2 separate regions of the Mus musculus genome follow, and region 2 is linked to region 1. Evidence: chromatin contacts called from public promoter capture Hi-C data. All regions are on one chromosome and are shown on one strand. Each heading gives the region's core, a stretch centred on a gene start, on an enhancer-like site or on the middle of the called end of the contact. The rest is flanking DNA. Distances are from core to core; before and after follow the strand shown.

Evidence for each region. Promoter capture Hi-C pulls out the DNA fragments that hold promoters and counts their contacts.
Region 2: a contact with region 1 is called in a promoter capture Hi-C map of fetal liver, with 2.6 times the contacts expected there. The contact joins the enhancer-like site here to the promoter of Ammecr1 in region 1. A contact is called at or near these places in 2 of 39 promoter capture datasets (fetal liver and frontonasal cranial neural crest), 8 of 484 Hi-C or Micro-C datasets (Th1 cells, adipose-derived mesenchymal stem cells, beige adipocytes and 5 more) and 3 of 115 datasets of contacts at active chromatin or transcription factors (embryonic fibroblasts, embryonic forebrain and fetal liver).

What each region holds. Positions count from the first base shown.
Region 1 is chrX:142,965,186-142,968,287 of GRCm38.p6, forward strand. It overlaps Ammecr1 (Alport syndrome, mental retardation, midface hypoplasia and elliptocytosis chromosomal region gene 1), which reads right to left and starts at 1,541. Exons shown (of 6, transcript NM_019496.4): 1 at 1,023-1,541. The coding sequence starts at 1,528.
Region 2 is chrX:143,010,992-143,014,093 of GRCm38.p6, forward strand. No RefSeq gene overlaps it. Among named protein-coding and RNA genes, the nearest start is that of Ammecr1, 46 kb to the left of the region's middle. Within about 2 kb of position 1,575, at least 8 of the 459 cell types and tissues checked have an H3K27ac peak or open chromatin away from gene starts, as enhancers often do. A contact at or near this core is called in erythroid progenitors and fetal liver, where this site is marked.

The DNA.
Region 1 (3,102 bases), core at 291-2,790:
CATATGCCCCATCTCCCACACATCCAAATGGACAGAGATTAGAAGTAACCTGGCTTTTAGCCTGTAACAGTGCTATTTTAAACAATTTCAACCATATACTTGAAGGATAAAATAATGTAAAGTTACAAAAGCCAAAGGAAATCGTAAAAATGCCTACACATGTACTGGGTTAACTATTCCTCGAATCATTGAGTTTAACATAGGTTGCTTAAATGTGAAATCTACACAAAAGCGAACGCACGCTTGGTACATATTGACAGTGCCTCTTTGGGGACAACATTCTTTGAATGTGCTATACCAAGACACTGGAATGAAGAAGGAAGAGGGAAAAAAAAAAAAGGTCTCACTCTCAACTGTGAGGTGGTGCGCTAGCTTCACTAGAAATGCATTTTAATGGGTACGTTCAGATAAAAATAGGTAGTAAGGCAAAAGGTGTTTTAAGAAACCTCTCCCCTCCCCGAGGAACAGGGAAACCCGGAGGAAAAGATGGGCAACCTCCCTGGAGATCGAGAGCTAAGTTCCATCACTAGCAGAATAGAAGTTAGATCACTGCTATTTTTCACCCTGCAATGGGATAGTAGCTCTCCATGTGCAAGGTACGCGGGGCGGGAATACTGGCGGGGCTTTCACGTGGGGCAATGGCGAGTAAAGTGAGGAGAGGTCGGTACCGACAGTGATCCAGATCGCCCCAGACGCTGGTGGGGTGGAGGGTGAGGGGTAGAAAGGATCGAAGGGAAGGGGCAAAACTCCTGGAAGTTAGCGCAAAGAGGAAGCGGGAGCAGTCTGGAAGCCAGGGGGGCCATGGCTGGCAAAGCAGCCCCCTGCTCCGAGGGTAGGGTGCTCTCCTCGTGGAGCAGAGGAGCGCCGAGGGCCCCCCACGGGTCGGGCGACTCTGGGGACCCTAGAGGCAGGAGGGACAGAGGGGCACCCGCGAACAGGAGGCGGAGGACTTACACTTTGCCTCAACTCTGAGCCCCATCCCGAGCCCGGGGGAAGAGGGCGACGGGGAGCGCGGTACTCACTAGGGCTCGTTGGTGAAGCGGGGGGTCCGGGGCTGCTGGTATCCGTACAGGTGACAGTAGAGCACATCGAAGCAGAAGCAGCACATCTCCGCTGACACCACCATCTTCCGGGAGCCGGGGGATGAGGACGAGGAGGACGGCGAGGAGGCGGTGGCGGCGGCCGGAGTAGAAAGTAGGGTTCCCACTCCGCAGCTCAGAGGTGGAGACAGCGAGATGCCCCCGCCGCCGCTGCCGCTGCCGCCGCCGCCGCCGCCGCCGCCGCCGCCGCCGCAGCCCTGAGGGGGAGAGAGGGGACAGCCACCGCCGCCGCCGCTGCCGCCGCCGCCGCTCAGCCCGCCCAGTCCGTTGAGCCGCGTCCCGGCGCCTCCTAGTCCCAGCTCCCCGGCTCGGCACTGGCTCTCCCCGCTGCAGTGAGAGGAGGAGGAGGCGCCACCACCACCACCCGAGCCGGAGGGGGGCGAACTGGACAGTTTCTGCTTCTTCACCCCACAGCAACCCGCCGCCATCTTGGAACAGTCTCCCCCACGCAGCGCTTCCGACCCATAAGTGAGGCGAGCTGGCGGCGGGGGCGAGCACGCTGCGGCCCCGGCCGCCGGGGGCGCGCCGGGGGCTCGCGGTCTGCGCGCACACGCGGCTCGGCGGCCCGGGCTGCCCAGCCCCGCCAAGGCTCTCGGGCGTGCTCGCGCCCCCGCCTGCGGCGCGCGCCACGAGCTTTGGTGGCTTGGCGCCTACGGTGGGTCCCGCCCGACTCGCGCCTCCTGGGAGCCGGGTTCCTGGCGGAGGATGGAAGGCGGAAAAGCGAAGGGAAAGGCAAAAAAAAAAAAAAAAAAGAAAAAAGAGAGAGAGAGAGAACAAGACTTGGAGGAGTGGGAGGAAGAAGAGGAGATGGGCGAGCTCCAAGAAGAAGCAGGGGGACAGAAACTAGTGAAAGGGGGAAAGAAAGGAGAAAGTCTGAAATAAGCATCCAAGTTCCAAAGCGCACCTTGGTGATACCCCATTGCATGTAGTGTTAGTGACACTCGAGCCCAGTTAGGTGGAACCTGAGCCACCCGGCCTCAAATACACTGGTTCTGAACTGTTAAGAGTGTGAGCAAGCAGGTGCTCCTTGGAGCTCCACACCTGAGACAGCCACTGTAAAAGCCATCCGGGAAATGGCCACACGACAGTGTCTTTAACGCTAACCTAGCCAGACACCACAGTTTTTCTGAGATTTTGCTAAAAAAATGCAAAACTTTAATCTTTCTAATTGACAAATATTAAAGTCCAATTCAATGTGTATATCTTGTATATCCCTCCATCTTCTCCTCGTAGTCCAGAGAGACCATTAAAAAGCAAGAATACATATATAAATACGTGCCTCACAAACACCCCACAGAATCAAAGATGTTCCTTGTGTTTTCAGACTTACAGCCATGGGCTTTTCGGGTTTGGAACTCGAAAACAAAGAGATTCGAAAACAAAGAGATTCGAAATATAAGTGCAATGTCCAGACCTTGGAGATAAATATATAAGTCAGGTAGTGTCACTTTAGTTGCAAGTTAGAAGATTTTGTTCAGATGTATAATGAGACAATTCTTAATTCTCAGTTTTAAGAAATTGTCTCAAAACTCTTTGAATGAATGGGGAGGTGTATGATTGAGTCAGTCCTGTTTTGGGCACTTAAGAAGGGGCTGTAAAATGACAATAGCCAGCTGTAAAAATTCATTTAAAAATAAACCAAGTAGAAAATAACTGATCTCCATTGTGTCTACATGGTGTCAAAATACCCCCCCCCCCAAAGTCAGGAGTCTGTCTGTCTGCAAACAGTAGAGGGTGGATTTTGGCACCTTTGATCTAAGTGTGTGGGACCTTACAAACAGGTGAGAGCATTTTTATTAAACTCAAGCTGTAGAAAAGAGAGGCTTGTTCGCATACTAACTAACCATTGAGCCTCTGTTTACACCCTAGTGCACTTCTGGTAAAATCAGAGACATGTGCAAAAAAATATGTATGTTTCCCACTCTTATATTTATAAATTAAGTCAGACCTGTGGATCTGGTCAGAAAAATTGCAGCTATTTACTAAGCACTTTTTAGGTGGC
Region 2 (3,102 bases), core at 325-2,824, 46 kb after region 1:
CTCATGTGTTTGCGTAAATGCTTACCTCAGAAATATTGTGGTATTTCTGAGGACTATATACTATACACAATAAGTACAGGAAGACCTTACCTCTGTTGCAACTGAAATGTTTTAAAAGTTGATTAAAAGGCTAAACTACAAATATGACTCAGGAGAGAACAAGCAAAATACAAATTGAGTTGAGAGCATCATAGAACATAGCACAGCACTGTGGAACACTACACAGTAATCAGAACAGAGAGAACACGCATAAACTCCATAGAACCTAAGCCCTACAGGAAGAGAACATGAAAAGAAGAGAAAAACAAGAAGAGAAATGGCTCATAGGAAGATAGCTAACAGTTTTCCAGAAAGCAAGAAAACATAAATCCTTAGGTTAATACTATATATCAGGTCCTAATTAGAATAAACCAAGACAAGTCAATACCCTGGGCATGCATCATGTGTAACTGAAGAGACAGGGAAAATACTGAAGTCTGCTAGAAACAAACACGGAAGCAAAGCATTTCTGTAGCATGGATTACTTGAAGTGGAATGTCTGGAACAAGGGATACAAACATCAATACAATGGATAAGATTAAAATGTGATTTGTGGATTTTAATAATATTTCTCTCAGTCTAAAAACATATTTGTTTTAGTACAGTCTGTGATGGCACCCCCCCCCAGCTATCCATTTATTTATATGCTTGCAACTGCATTACCACTATTGATTCATATTGAGCATGAGGCCAATTAAAATCCCCAGGTCTTTTTCAGATGAAAGGCTATCAAATGAGGTCCTCTTCAGTATGGACCTAGGCAATTAAAGTTTAAAATACAAATGCTGGACTATTCATATATTGGAGTCATCCTTGACAGTTTGAGTTATTTTCAAAAGTTCCTTAAAGGAACTAGACTTGAGCTGCATAGATTTATTTTAAGCTGGGGATAGAGAGGAGAGTTGGGGTGGAGGCAAGAGGAGCAATAAGGTATTCGAGGCAGTTGTAGGGTAGGAGAGGAATATAGAGTAGATACAAGGAGGGTGGAGATAATGTGTGTGTGGAGGGAAAGATATCAGTTAAGGGGAGGGTGAGACCTAAAGGAGCAAGGAAGACACAAGGCTTCTAGTCCCCCTGCTTCGTGGTACTGACCAGATCATACAGTTAAATAGTGTGGCTTAGCTAATAGCACAGGGACAGGGACACTGGAGTGCTGACGCATCACCCGTCCAACTAAATATTATGTATAATAAAACTTGAATGGAAAACTAAAAGGGGTGTTCTAAAAGTATAATCCAATAGCAAATTCAAGATTATTTATTGTTTGTTTCCGTGGTTTTGTTTGTATATTTGGTTGGTTGGTTTTTGTCTTTCAGGCAAAAACACTTTAAAGCAAAGAAGGAAGTATAAAAAAGGAAGATGTTGAATACATGGGAAACTAAACACAGACAGACGAGAGAGGAATATACATCACAGTAAACAACAGCAAACCTTAGTTCTAGTCTGAGTTCTACCTCTTACAAACCACGCAACTTGTACAGTTTCCTTATCAGTGACTATCCTTGAAATGGAGCTCCAGAGGGTTGAAACTAGGTCTGTGGTTTGTTTTCTTTTTTCTTTTCCATTGCTCTATCCTCAGTTCCAACGATAAGGTCTAGCATATAGTCAGGGCACAGCAAACATTCATTAAATACATAAATGAATGAATGATGCCAGTCCTGCCTCATGCATGGAGTCACTGTGACCTTCAAATGAAATTAGAGATGAGAAAATATTACAGGAAATGAAAACACTGAGCAATCTTTCAGAAAAGCACTACATGTACTACTGAGAATTCTTTTTCCAAGTTAAATTATGAAGTCATTTGCAGTTCTTTAAGGGTGAAATGGTAAGTGGGACAATATTTTCTAGTCTTTTTTTAGCATGGAAAAGAACAAGAATGGTGAAAGTTTAAAGCACTTCAAGTGAGGCGAGGCACACACCAAGATCTGTTCTCTCATTGTTACCCAATGATCTGATGCTAGGACTTACAATGATGTTAATTAGAGTTGACCACACAAAATGTGTTAGGCCTATCTGCTATTTTAAAAAAGAAAAGTCTTACAAAGACAGTAATATTATTCCCATTTGAGGCAAGAAAATGAAGGTTCAGAAAAGTTAAATGACTTGTTTAAAACGAAGATGAAAAGGTTGTAAAGACAAACTTATCTCAGGTTCTCTTGTCTCTGATGTCAGTGGGAAGAAAATACAGATAAACAGGCTTCTACACACCATAAAGATGCCTTCATTAAGAGACACATTAAAAGGTGGAACATGTTGGTCTAACAAGTTTCTCATCACTGAAGCAGGGTTACTACATAATTTACCAAGCTCAGTGAAAAATGAAATGACCCCATGGACATGAAGTCAGGTCTCACTAGATGTTTTTGAGAAATTCCCCCAGCCTCTGAACAGGGATGTTAAACAGAAATGAGTCTGAGCTGACACATAGGTGGAGACACCTTTAAATTGAGACTTTGTGGTCCTATACAAGTGGTCCTCAACCCTTCGAATGCTATGACCCTTTAATACAGTTTCTCATGTTATGTTTATGGTAGTCATCTCCAACCATAAAATTATTTTGTTGCTACTTCATAACTGTAATTTTGCTACTGTTGTGAATTGTATACAGGATGTCTGATATGTGACCCTCACCTCAATGAGGTCACAACCTATAGGCTGAGAATAACTGTTTTACATTAAATTTAAATGGGTTAAGGGCACTTCCTAGGGTTGTTGACATGATACCTTAGAGGTAACTGGATGAGAAAAAATTCTTCAAGAGAACTCCGAAGAGATCAAGGGTGCTATAATCTCTGGGATACTACAAACAGAGAGCGTAAGAGCCCAGTACAAACACAGCAAACACTTTTAGTTGTGCTCTGAGACTTATTAGCTAAGCTTTGAAGAAATCATAGAAACCTGCCCCAACCTAGTCTCTCACTTTGAATATGACCACAGTACCTGCCTTACAATGTTGGGGTAAAGGCATCAATGAGACAAGAGGATGTTAACCTGTGTTATCTAAAAAATATAATTGGGAAGAATGTATTATATTTGCTTTATTTTTAGTTCTAATGGCTG